Regions from separate parts of the Mus musculus genome. Here all the other regions are linked to region 3. Evidence: chromatin contacts called from public Hi-C data. All regions are on one chromosome and are shown on one strand. Each heading gives the region's core, a stretch centred on a gene start, on an enhancer-like site or on the middle of the called end of the contact. The rest is flanking DNA. Distances are from core to core; before and after follow the strand shown.

The links. Hi-C and Micro-C count contacts between places; a contact is called where the count stands out from the background.
Region 1: a contact with region 3 is called in a Hi-C map of neural stem cells, with 4 times the contacts expected there. The contact joins two enhancer-like sites. A contact is called at or near these places in 5 of 484 Hi-C or Micro-C datasets (cerebellar granule neurons, cortical neurons, myocytes and 2 more) and 1 of 9 other capture datasets (pancreatic islet).
Region 2: a contact with region 3 is called in a Hi-C map of cerebellum, with 2.0 times the contacts expected there. The contact joins two enhancer-like sites. A contact is called at or near these places in 1 of 484 Hi-C or Micro-C datasets (cerebellum) and 1 of 115 datasets of contacts at active chromatin or transcription factors (astrocytes).

What each region holds. Positions count from the first base shown.
Region 1 is chr4:82,833,482-82,837,436 of GRCm38.p6, reverse strand. Zdhhc21 (zinc finger, DHHC domain containing 21) reads left to right here. Exons shown (of 9, transcript NM_026647.4): 6 at 1,853-1,991. Among named protein-coding and RNA genes, the nearest start is that of Zdhhc21, 24 kb to the left of the region's middle. Within about 2 kb of position 1,631, at least 4 of the 459 cell types and tissues checked have an H3K27ac peak or open chromatin away from gene starts, as enhancers often do. A contact at or near this core is called in neural stem cells, where this site is marked.
Region 2 is chr4:82,702,209-82,706,650 of GRCm38.p6, reverse strand. No RefSeq gene overlaps it. Among named protein-coding and RNA genes, the nearest start is that of Gm11269, 13 kb to the right of the region's middle. Within about 2 kb of position 1,575, at least 43 of the 459 cell types and tissues checked have an H3K27ac peak or open chromatin away from gene starts, as enhancers often do. A contact at or near this core is called in cerebellum, where this site is marked.
Region 3 is chr4:83,181,008-83,185,372 of GRCm38.p6, reverse strand. The region is part of intron 1 of Gm46887 (a long non-coding RNA gene); the gene reads left to right. Among named protein-coding and RNA genes, the nearest start is that of Gm46887, 3.4 kb to the left of the region's middle. Within about 2 kb of position 1,867, at least 33 of the 459 cell types and tissues checked have an H3K27ac peak or open chromatin away from gene starts, as enhancers often do. A contact at or near this core is called in cerebellum and neural stem cells, where this site is marked.

The DNA.
Region 1 (3,955 bases), core at 382-2,881, 350 kb after region 3:
CAGTTTTCCTTTGTTTAATGATGCTAGTCAATTTCACTTGCCTTATGTTTAACTCATTTTGATAGCATTGTTAATTAACAAACTTTTAGTTGAAATGTTTTTTTAACTATAAACTGTTTATTTACATAGATTTCCAGAGACTAGAAAAACAGACTAGCATTTTTAAATAAAAGCACTTTAGGTTTTCTAATTGTCTAAATATACTGTAAGATACTATATACTATGCCATACAGTGTTTAAAAAGTGTACCGTATTTTTAAACCTCAGTGGTATTTCCAGTCACAATAATAGCATATCAAAAATACTATGTGAAATCTTCAGGTAGTTAATTCTCACACTAAAAGCTCATAGTACTTTTTTTTTGTATTATTTTTCCTAATCAACTAAAAATATAATAAGCATTTATGGAATAGCTGGGTACTGCTGCTTCCTTACAAAAGAGTGCTATAATTAAAAAAAAAAATCATCCGGGCAGTGTGTCTGTTGGTATTAGTGATATTTGTTTAAGGTAAAGACTAGGTCATTGGTGAGGAAATGAAGCTGTCTTTAACTTTCAGTGTACTGTTGAGATATTTCTGTTCCTAGGCTTCAGTGTCTGGTTGAGGGTATTGGTGGGAGGTTAGCAAGGAAGGTGGCCTGCTCTAGATTTGGGGATTTCTGTGATTGAATTTTCTAGCAGAGTGCCGCTCAGATCCGAGTGAGGACAGTGCATGGTATTAATTTGAAGCAGAGGATTCTTACACTTTAACAAACTGCTACATTTTAACCATCTCAGCTTCAGCTCTGATCTGATGATCACTACGTCTGGTCTTTGTTTTGTCTCTGACTGTTCTTTCTAAATAGTTTAAATTCAGGCACCGCATACTAAGCAAGGGCTCTTCGCCTTTCAGGGTTAGATGCTGTTTCCGAGCAAGGACCTGTGCTGTGTTGTTCTGCACTAGAGGAGGGGAGGAGGATGCATAGCAACAACCGAGCAGAGTTTGAGGCTTAGGGGAGCCACTTCTCTTAAGAGTCTCTCTTTCAGGTTACAGGGCTTAGAGTTGACCTGTTTACCTAGTGTGTGCTCTGTAATCTCAGATAAACCTCTACAAGCATTCCAGCTCAGTTCTAGTTTTGATTTTTTTTAAAATAATGTAAAACAATATATCTTTAACAATTTAAGCTACGGATTGAACTTGCTATGTATATATATATGCATTCTCTCCTTTGGTGATAGTGTAGTCCTAGTTTAAAGGAAAACATATAATTCTGAGAAAAATAATTTTATATTAAAATTTAAATTAGATGGTACCTTAAAAATATACCCATTTTGTAAAATAGGATACTCATTTTAAATGGACCTTGATAATTTATGATTATATATTATCATTATTATAGTTAGACTTTACTGTTGTTTTCACAGATAGTACATGTAAGTGGTTTTGAATACATTTTTAGTTTCAGCAGACAAGGATAGATATTTCATAAAGTAAACATATAAAAATAAAATGGTGAGCCTCTCAGTTCTGTCCATGTAGCAAGTCTGAGTTGCTTTTCTCTGAAGTGTTTAAATTGCTCTCCTCTGCTAAAGTGCTGCAAGGAAGGGCAGGGTCCAGCCTTTGTCTCTTCTGAGTATCCTCAGGCCAGTGACCTAATCCACTATGCATCTTCTTGTGTCAGTTGGCACAGGGCACCGGGCTAATGTGAGCTGGAGTAATGTAGTCTCTAGCTGGCCTCCTTGGTAAAGGAGAAGGCATGTTAAAATGTGTATCTTTAAATAGCTGGAGTTGAGGTTTAGGTGAGACTTACCTTCATGATCCTGATGTGAGCATCTTACTAAACCTTCACTGTTTCTTTTTCATTTTCCCTTTAGGATAAACAATTGTGTGGGTGAAGACAACCATTGGCTCTTTCTGCAGTTGTGTTTCTACACTGAGCTGCTTACTTGCTACGCACTGATGTTTTCTTTCTGCCATTATTATTATTTTCTTCCACTAAAAAAGCGTAACTTGGTAAGACATGTTTATATCCACTAATGTTAGAGCAGCTGTGCCGTATGTGTGAACATGGTGGTTCCTGTGTGCGGCCGAGATAGCAGAGAGCCTCACACCAGTGAGCTTTACGGGACACTGGGCTCGAGAGAGCGCTCTGTTGCTCTTTTTAGACAAGTCTCTTTATGACTATTTGTGTTGAGTAGATTTCTTCAGAAGACAAAATATGAGCTCTTTCAGTATATGAGTCTTGGTTTAAAAATAATATAAAATAATGAAAACAAAGGAAAAGTATAAAAATCATGGGCTTTCTTTTTAAAATAAAATCAGACAGGTTTATTTATTTATTTTACTATTTAAAAAAAATTTATACAATTTATTTTGCATATTCTTTCTTCTCCTTCCACTTCTCCCAGATTCTTCCCACCAAAATTCATCTTCCTCTCCTCTCCTGTCTCTCTGTCTCTCTCTCGAAAAACAAAAGCAAAACACTAGGCCAACGAAAACCAAAGTCAAAAATCACCAAACGATAACCACAAAAGAGGGCATAAAGCATGGAGCCTGTGGCGTGTTGCTCATGCTAGGTCTGCCCGGGAGTGCGGGAATTAGTGATATTTTTAAGGTTCTCAGAGAATAGTTAGCATTTGAGAAGAAGACTCTTTGTTTCTGTATTTTAAGCCTAGATCTTGGCCTAAGGTAGTCGTGAACTCTCTGCCTTCCTGCTCATTTCTCCTGAGTGCTGAGATTATAGGCCTGTGCCACCATATCTGGCCTTCTGCTTCCAGCTCTCCCTAGCGGAAAGATGAGTTTGTAGAATGTTCTAGAGCAGCGGTTCTCAACTTCCTAATGACAATCCTTAATACATTTTCTCTTGTGGTGACCCCCAAGTATAAATTGATTTTTGTTGCAACTTCATGACTGTAATTTTGCTACTCTTATGAATCATAATGTAAATATCTGTGTTTTATGATGGTCTTTGGTGGCCCTCATGGAAAGAGTGTTTGCCCACCCCACCCCCCGGGGCGGGGGTCATGACTCACAGGTTGGGAACCTGTAATTTTTAGATATAGATCATTTAAGCAATGCTCAGATTTGTCTAAATGTTGTTGATGATGCTAGCAGCTCCAGAGCCTTTGGTTCCTGACTGTCAGTACTGTACTATGGCCTTCTCACTGTAGAGTCTCTAATATTCACAGGAGAAAGTGGAGGATAGTGGAATGATTGAGCGAGGTACTGCAGGTAGAAAGGGAGGGCGGTTACCCAACCACCTTTAGTTACAGAGCTGATTAAACACAATTTATGCTACTTTTCCAATTAATTTGGGCCTTGGTTATATTTTTAAAGAATATCGTGTGTGTGTGTGTGTGTGTGTGTGTGTGTGTGTGTGAGAGAGAGAGAGAGAGAGAGAGAGAGAGAGAGAGAGAGAGAGAGAGAGAGAGAACTGATGGAGGTGGGTAGTTTCTTTTATAATTACACTGCTTATGCCTTTGCATATAAAGCGCCCTGGTGATAGGTGTGTGGTTAAGCTGTGAAGTGCAAGTGCTGGGAATCTTAGTTCTTTGTGTAGTTGTTTTGGTGTGCATGATTGTCGTGAGACCTGGCTGTTCTGTGTGGTTATAAACCTCAGTGGAGCTGTGTCTTGAAAGTGATTGGATTGTGATTATTAAATATGGTATATGTCATTAAAATTGTATCCAATAACTGAATGAAACTAGAGCCTCATGTGAGCTAGCCTTGCTCTGAACTGTCTCCCTCACCCACTCTTTAGTTTTCAGACAGGGTCTCACATGGCCAGGTTGATCTTAAACCTCCTCTTTCTTACTCTATTGCCAAAACAAGCCTTGAATTTGTAGCCTTCCTGTCTCAGCTGTCAGAAAAGGTTTCAAATGTATTTGTCATTTTCATACTGAAAATACAGTGCTTGTTTCTATTAGAGCTTTAGAAAGGTTTCATCTTGCTTCAGGTTAATTGTGGCATAATTGGTG
Region 2 (4,442 bases), core at 326-2,825, 480 kb after region 3:
GAACTTGAGGACGGAGGGAGGGAGGGAGGGAGGACAGGATATTGGAAGCAAGTGCTTTTATTAGTAATTAGTCTCCATTCCCTGTATGTGCTCCCCAGGAAATCAGTGCCAAGCCCAGAAGGAGGCAGAAGGGACCTCCTTGAAGGGTTGCCCAGAGAAGACCTAAAGCAGAAGCTGAATTTAAAGTCAGGCCATGCACAAACCTGGCCCTCATCTTCCTCATTTTTTTAAATTATGTCTTCCTGTTTCTGGGTCACCTTTAGAAGGAAGGGAGCAGCAAGCTGGGTATCTTCCTGATTGAAAGCCAGTTCCCAGAGCTGATTTATCTTTGGAAACTGCCTGGCTCTTCTTGAACAGTGATTTCAAAGAGTTAAACTGTTTCCATATGTCCAGTATGAGAATGGAGTTTGTAGCCTTTGGCAACCTCAGCTGAATCCAGCTGCAGCTGCTACCTGTGTGTTCCACTCTGTGTGTGTGTGTGTGTGTGTGTGTGTGTGTGTGTGTGTGTGTGTTCTCACATGCACTCCTGCATGCTTCATGCTTGTGTGCAGTGACATATGAACCGTGTTCCGACTATGTCAATGAAACTGTTATGTCTTTGTTGGGGGAGATATTAATTCTGAGCAATTACAGCTCCCTTTCCCTTCTCCCCTCCCTCCTACCCCTCCCCTCTCTTCATCTGCTCAGCAAGGACCATGGACCATGTCAAACAATATACAACAGAGAAGAATGCAAATAAACTTTAGTCTGCATCGCCCAGCAAGGCAGTTAGCCGCCCACTTGCAAGCTACTTCACTCTTGTACACATGATACACAAAGAACGCTAGCTACTTTCACCAATCCCTTTAGACCAGGAAAAAAAAAAAAAGAGGCAAAAGAACTGATCCTTGTCCTTCTATCTGTGAGGTTGCAGTTCCTCCTGCTAATGAAGGAGCTTTTCCCATGATGCAGTGTGATAAGGATTGGCCTACATGTAGTCCAGCAAGCCACCGCTGATGTTTCCTCGACTAGGTCTCTTATCTCCCATTGAGCTGCCTCTGATGAAGGTCGCTGACAGCAGGATGGCTGGGAAAACGTCGGACAGCTCCATCAAATGGCAGCTTTGCTATGACATGTCAGCCAGGACCTGGTGGATGGTAAGTTTGGCATGATAACCCCTTTTCCATCCTCCCTCCAAATGCCCCCCTCCCTTCTTCCCTCTGAGCGCCTCCTTTGTTGTTCTGTGCACGTGTTGTAAAAGTTTGCTGCCTGCCGGCTGCAAGTTCAAGCTCTAGTTGTGGGAACCTGGAGCGCTCTGCACACCAGTGAGCTAGATAGGACTTCCCACTATTGTGGCCAGGGGCATAGGCCTTCTCTCTGAAAAGGCAGGGTGAGTTTTTGTTCACTTCTAGGAGAGAAAAAAGGAAAACAGAATAAATAAAGAAAAAATGCAAATATCCTGGTGGACCACAGACAGGCTGGCTGCTGTGAACTTCGTGGAGACCCGGGGCGGGCGGTCGGGCTGTAGGGGACTGGAGCCGTCCTGCCTAATTGTTCCTGCACTGGTCTTAGAACACAGCAATGTACTTCTTTCTTCGGTGTCTCGAATAATGATTTAGACGGTGTATTGTGGCACGTTGTGTGCAGCTCCCTCATCAGTATGCGACTGTCCCCCATGCTTTGCCTTAATTTGGAATCCACCTCCCTTTCAGTGAATACTGTAACCGGAGCGACCACTGATTACTATGCCACTCAGCGTAATTAAATTTAGTTAATGAGGATATGCATATTCAGTTCATTATTTTTCTTTGCTCAGGCAAATGTGTGTGGGTTTGTTGTTACTGTCTCCCCCCCCCACTTTCATATTTGTCCAGCTGCAAATGTGGGGAGGAGAGAAAAGAAGCACGGAGCACGGGTGAACCCCGAAATCAACTTTAAAAGTAGTATCAGGAGCAGACAAGTTTTAGCTTTCTTCCATCAGGAGTTTGGGGGAAGAAAACCTCTTCCCATTATAGAGCGGCTACGTGATAACTTTCAATATGCTGGGTCCCGTGTGTGGACAATGGTCTCTTGTATGCTGTCGCCGTGACACGAATGGGGAAATCTTCCCTAGCCAGCTTTTCATGCGACTATCAACTTTGTCATTGACTAATTTATCTGGGCAATTTTTTTTCTTTTGTCACTTTTTTCTTTTGCTCTCCATCAATTCTGACCCTTGCGTTTGTGCCTAGATAGCGGTGGCTCAACTGCTTCCACAGCTGTTGTGCTTACAACGCAGCCCATTTTCACAATAAGTACATCGGGAGACTGTGGGCATTTTCTCCTAGGTGGGGAGGGATATGGCTGCCCTGGCGGTCAGTCCATCTGCAGTCCTCGGACAGAAGGCAGCTCCTTCCGAGGAGCCCTGGCTTCTGGCATTGCTGGGCAAGAGGGGTTCTTATTAATGTGTTAAAGTTTCTAGAAGGTGGGTACAGTGCCTGTGGGCTCCCGAGGGTCCCCACCTCACTGCCTGCTGTCTTCCTTCTCTGCACACTTTCTTCTTAGTGTGAGATGTGGGAGCCCCAGAATTCCACTGCTACTTGAACTCCCCGCTGCTACTTGTTGCTGTTTTGAGTTCTCTGTGTCAAAGGAAAAGTCTGATCTCTGTCTCTATATGCCCCTTCCCCCTCCCTCTCACCCCTTTTATTCTCATTAGAGTATGTTGTGCATCTGATCTAACTCCTTTCCAGTGTTGCAAAAAGCTTGTGTAAAAGACTTGTTACACATGCCCACACTAAGGCTTTGAAGTGACATTTATCAGTGACCCTGCCTCCTGAAACTCATATTAACATAGTCTAAGAACTGGGCATTAAAATTAATATTTTCACTAAGCAAGGCATTTACTGTTGGGGGAAAAAGTTAAAGTTTGTGCTAAGAAATTTTACTTGAAAACCTATTGGTGTGAGCACAGCAAGCTGGTCGCTGATGTGCCCTTAAATGCCGTCATCTTGCTCCACAGACTCAGTGTCCCATGAGAAGTACGTTATAAATACTTGATTTAAAGAGTGGACAGATGGTTGTTTATTTACTTTTTAGTTATGTTATTGTGTTGTCTAAGAAGATGCAGATGATGGACAAGGACGTGTTTAAAGATAAAATAGCAAGTTGAAAATATTTGCACAAGTCATTTTTATATTTAGACTTAATTATGTCACATGTATGGTGTGTTCTTAGGATGATTCGGTTTTATGGACTCTTGTCAATTTGGGACCGAAGTGTTTAAGAGATTACTATTTAATATGTCATCAGAAACTTGGGGTGACAGGTGCTTTGCCGGACACCTGATTAATCAAGCTATGTTATTGCTTATCTTTAGTAAAGCCCTTGAAGAAACAGGAAGCACACCAGGGCCAGCCGAGTGTCAGTGCCCTGTTTTTGTAAGGTTTAAGAAATATTTTTAATGGTTCTTTAAAGTTCTTAAAATCTCTTTTACCATGACTCTCCTCTTACCATGAAACCGAATCATTTCGTTGTTATAATTACTTCAGGGTTTTGTATAAGAAAGGATATTGTATCCTTGTTCGGCTTAATCAAATGAAATTTTAGTAACCAAAGCCTAAATTCCAGAGCTGCAGTGTCAACGTAGCCCGCCAGTTGCTTCCTGACTCATTGTCTGCTCCACTTAGGTTCTCTTTTTGTGTGACAATGATCATAAATTCTACTTGACAGGGGGGAAAGCCCAACAAGATGTGGTTGTCCAATTCTACATCTGTTTTCTTCCTAGATAGGCATGTTTTGGTAAAACAGAGGGAGAAAAAAACCATCTTATTGAGACAGCTCAATAAACAAGTATAGGGAGAGTAAACTCTCGTGAGTGTGAGTGGTGTGTGTGTGTGTTAGCTGTCATCTACAAGTGTGCACTTCTTACACGATGAATCCTGTATGGATTACTTTTATGGGGGGTGAGTAGCGTGTGTTAGCTATCATGTGTGGAGTTTTAAAATCTTGTATGCTTTACTCTTGTGAATGCATATGACTGAGTTAGCTATCATGTGCATGAGTGAGGCTTTCAAACACTCAGCCATATATGAGTTATTTAGTGTATTTTGTGTGTATTAAACGTATGTACATAGTACACTTTTTAAAACAATAAACTTCATGGTTTCGTTCTTTAGATGGTTTGCTATGTGATCGCTTTCCAAGGGAGTAAGCCGGAGAGCAGGCTCAATGACAGTTGCCTGGCTATATTTAGAGTTCTGGTGATGACCTTTTCCATTATTTGAAATTACCACTCAGACTGTTTTCAAGATATACCTCCTAAATAACAGTATTTTACCACTGGTTATTAAAGGTTCTGTTATGTTTCCTCTTAAACCACTGATAAATAAAACTTACAAGAGCGATTTCCAGAACTCCTATTGTTTTTTGTGTTTTTATTTAAAGCTCTCTGAGAGAGAGATTTCTTAAAACTTCTTTGATAGCTG
Region 3 (4,365 bases), core at 618-3,117:
GAATTGTTAATTCAGTTTGCATTAGAGCGTCTCTTCTTCCACAAATAATACTAACAGTAATGGTTCTGCTTCCAGCACGCTGGCCAAGAGTTTTAAAAGCATTTCAGTCTTTATTTGTGTCCGTGTCACAGTGGAACCTATGACCTATTTGGGATCTGAAAGTTCAGCACCAGCCATATGAACAGCGTAGGGAGGCTCCAGTAGTTAGCTTCTAGTTGTCTGCCTTTTACCTCCCTTCCTTGGGCCCTCCCTTGCACAAGACTGAAAGATGGGTGTCGGCAAACCCTGGGAAACGACCATAGGGGCATTTGTTTCTTATCATTGTGCTCAGGGCCTTCTCTTTGAGACTAAGAATTGAAGTGACTTGCCCAAACAAATATGGCTGTTCACAGTGGAACTAGGCCCGAGGTTTCTGAATAAACTACTGTACTGGCCAAAACCCGGTTTCCTTAGTAAAAAGCTCTTGCCTGTCTCTTTTCACCCAGATTAACTTGTTTGCCTCACGCTCTTCCTGGAGTTTGGAGTCCTTGTTAGCACTTGCATGCTTTCTCTGCTGCTCTGTTGGCCCCAGGAGTATTTCTCCCCACCCCTCCGATCCATTGATGTTAGCAACAGAAACATGGGATGTTTAAAAGAAGAGAATGGTCTAGAAACATGGGGACATTCTTCTGTGGGCCAGTTGCTGCCTTTCGTGTCTTAGGGGACAGGGCTGGCTCTTGAGGGAGCCACAGCCACTGGATTCTCACTCATGGCTGACGTGGAATTTACTATGCAGTCCAGTATGGCCTTGAAATTGACTTCAATCCTCTTGCCTCAGCATCCTGAACACATGGGATCACAGGTGTGAGTCACAGTAGCCAGCTCTGTCCAGAGATTTCTGATTGGATTGTGTGTGTGTGTTCTCTACAACCACCACATCCAGCAGAGTAATGATCAGCATGCAATTTCGTTCAGCACGACTAAATAGCTGGTATTGGTCCAAACTGTGGGAATCTGACCTCGAGTAGTTTAGGCATATTAAAGCAGTGCACAATTTGGTGGAAACTTTCCTGGTTACATGTGCACAATGAAGCCCACATAAACCTCCTTGAAGAACAAAGTAAGCTAAATAAAGATCGGATGTGACTATGTTGAAATCCTTTGTAAAGTACCTGTGACACATTCGGTAGAGATGAGTTCTGTAGATTGAGAAAAATAAGCTCACGATAGGAGTTTTGGGGAGTGTCTGGTGTGGTCCCCAGCTCACTCATATAGCACAAAGATCACCGTGTTATTAACTACGTCTGCTTCCAGATCTCTGGGCAGGTAGCAGGGTGTATATCCCTTCCTTTGAAGGAACAGCCCTGTGTGTTTAACATTCCAGGTTCCCTAGTGTTTATGAGCACAAAGACCTCTCTGTGCCTCCCCCAGGGGCATCTTTACCTGCTCATTGATTCTTAATTGCCGGGCACTTCTGTCAGGCCTTGGTGAGTCTTCAACTTTTTTGGGGGGAGGGGGTGTCCTAATTTATCCTCGAAAAGCCCTCCGGGTCAAGTATCATTTAATACAAATTATTAGGGCAAATGGTCTTCTATGGCCAGTGCTGCCACCACCTGGGGTCTGCCATTATTTCCTTCCTTCGGTGTTTGAGTCCCCTGACTTCTGCTTCACACTCTCTCCTCAGCCCTTTGGAGAAGCTTCACGGAGCCCTGTAGGCTCAGGTAGACCTCTCCCACATGCAATTTCCCACCCGAACCCTCTCATAACCATGACTCTATGCTGTGTGCCATGTGGGCACCGTCCACCATGCCCCTGTGTATTATTGTCCTCACCCTGCCTTCTCCTTATCCTCTGCCCTTTCTTTCAGGCCGGGTGCAGTGTTGCAGGCTCCTCAGTAGGTGGCAACCTTCACAAACAGAAATCAGGCAATTTCTCAGCTGCCAGAATAGTTACCTCAGCTGCTCTTGCTCCCTAATTAGAGACACTTGCTTCCTCTGAGCTGCAGAAGCTGCTCCCAGTGTTATTGTTCTGGGAGGGGGCGGGGGCAATCTGAGTTGTTTGAGTGACCCCACTTTCTGTCATCTCATGCTTAGACCAGAAAATGGGGACTCATGCTCTTCACTGTTCGCTCTCAAGAACACGGAAGCACCTTCTCTCTCATGAAGTATTCCAGCTTTGGTACAGAATTTTTGTTTTGAAGGGGTGATAATGATCTTTATCATCAAAGTAATGGAAAGGAGAAAATATTTTTTGAAACACAAGGCTACACCATTAGATGTAAACAAAGGCATGAAAAAAAGAACAACCCACACACATTATTGGTGATTCTGTCTCCAGTTAACAAGAAGAGAGAGTTGAAATGGGAAAATCAGAGATTTTTGGTACTTGGGAATTTGCTGGAGCAATCAAAGGCATTATGGTTTAGGCCACTCTGAGGTCTCACTATCAGGTCTCTCTGAGTCTACACTATCAGGCCACTCTGAGATCACACCATCAGCTCAATATGAGGTCACTCCTACAGTCCACTCTGAGATCACACTTACAGTCCACCTGAGATCACACCTACAGGCCACACCTTCATGCTACCCTTTAGCTCTATATCTTCACCATCTGTTGACAGGCACTGAAGGAGTCTGGGTAGGCAAGTGGGTGTGCTTCCTTTCCTCACTGTGCCCTCCAGAACGTTGGGTCACTGGTATCAATTTTACCTCCAGGGATGAGTTTCCTGGGTCATCTGATGCCTAGGCCACTTTCCCTTCAGACAGTCTTCAGCAAGAGATCTGATCAGTGGAAAGGAACGAGACTGGCTTTCAGCCAAGGAAACGTCCACTTCTAAGCGTACACTGTGGTCTTCAAAGAACACTGTGGGAAGGCTTGTTCTCGTTTTAACAATGTTTTGATGACCTCAAGCAAGAAAGTTCCTTTCTTAGTCTTATTTCAGAGCCCTTGGCAATGGAGTGATAGCTATTCTGGGGCCACTCTGTGGATCCTTGGCTCTATGTGTTTTTGGCATTCCTGTGTTGTGCATGCACTGTTTAGCATGTGCGTATCGAATTACCTGGGTGTCATTCCAGGCAGGTTTAGTCTATCCTCTCATTTGTTCTTTGAATCAAAGGCAATTTATTCCTGAGAATACTTGTGTCCGATCTGAGAAGGGGTGATCCCAGTGGTCTCTGAATACCTAGTATATGCAGTGATGAATCTTTGGTTTCTGTTGAACTTACAGCATCAGACCTCAGGACTAGAAACCTAGTTTCTTCTTGTTAAGATAAAACTGATTGACCAATAGGAAGTAGTGTAACTGGACTTCTAGGGCACTGAAATGACTCTGTAATGTATATATCATTGCCAGTTGTAACTGATGTAGCGCCCTGGGTCAGAATTACCCTTCTGGGGAGACTGTGAGGGATTGCAGAGGGAAGATCTTTGCGCTTTCTTCTCAATTTCCTGTGGGAAGCCATTATAACCATTAAAACTGATGTGGAAAAAATAAGACTTAAAATTTTTTTTATATATTATGTATATATGTGTGGTTGTGTGTGTGTGAGTACAGTGCCCAGAGAAGCCAGAAGGGAGTGTTGGACAGCTGTTAACAACACATGTGGGTGCCAGGAACCAAATTCTGGTCCTCTGCATGAGGTACGTGGTTTCAACTCTGAGCCATCACTAGCCCAAATCTTTTTTTTTTTTTAAGTTAAGCAATAACCAAAATAAAAAGAAAGGAAAAGGAACAGCACATAGTCTAAAACAAAAGCCAGAAGATGTGTGTGTGTGTGTGTGTGTGTGTTTAAATCTGTCTTAAGAACATCCACACATATACTACTGTATGTGTGTGCTTTAATGATTAAAATAGTCCACATTAGTATTCTGAGAGGACCTTTTTCTTTCCGGCCCCTTGGTCCTGGCAAGTTGAGATTTATGATATGCTGAGAGGGCTCTCTACACTGGAATTTCCTTTTTTTTTTTTTTAAAAAAGATTTATTTATTTATTTATTTATTATATGTAAGTATACTGTAGCTATCTTCAGACACTCCAGAGGGGACATCAGATTTTGTTACAGATTGTTGTGAGCCACCATGTAGTTGCTGGGATTTGAACTCGGGACCTTCGGAAGAGCAGTTGGCGCTCTTAACCACTGATCTATCTCGCCAGCCCCCTACACTGGAATTTCTGGGGGCTGATGAACATATTTGTTGAGAAGGAACCATAAATATATTTCTATAGAAAACAACAAGGACAAGCCTTACAACACTATACAACTTTTATTAGTTTTAATACTGCCAAAGGAATGGCATCCTCTGTCACCTCTGTTTCATCTCTGCCTATCCTCATTGAGCTGCTCTGACACTGCCTACGTGATGAGGGATGGCAGTTTGTGTCCTAAC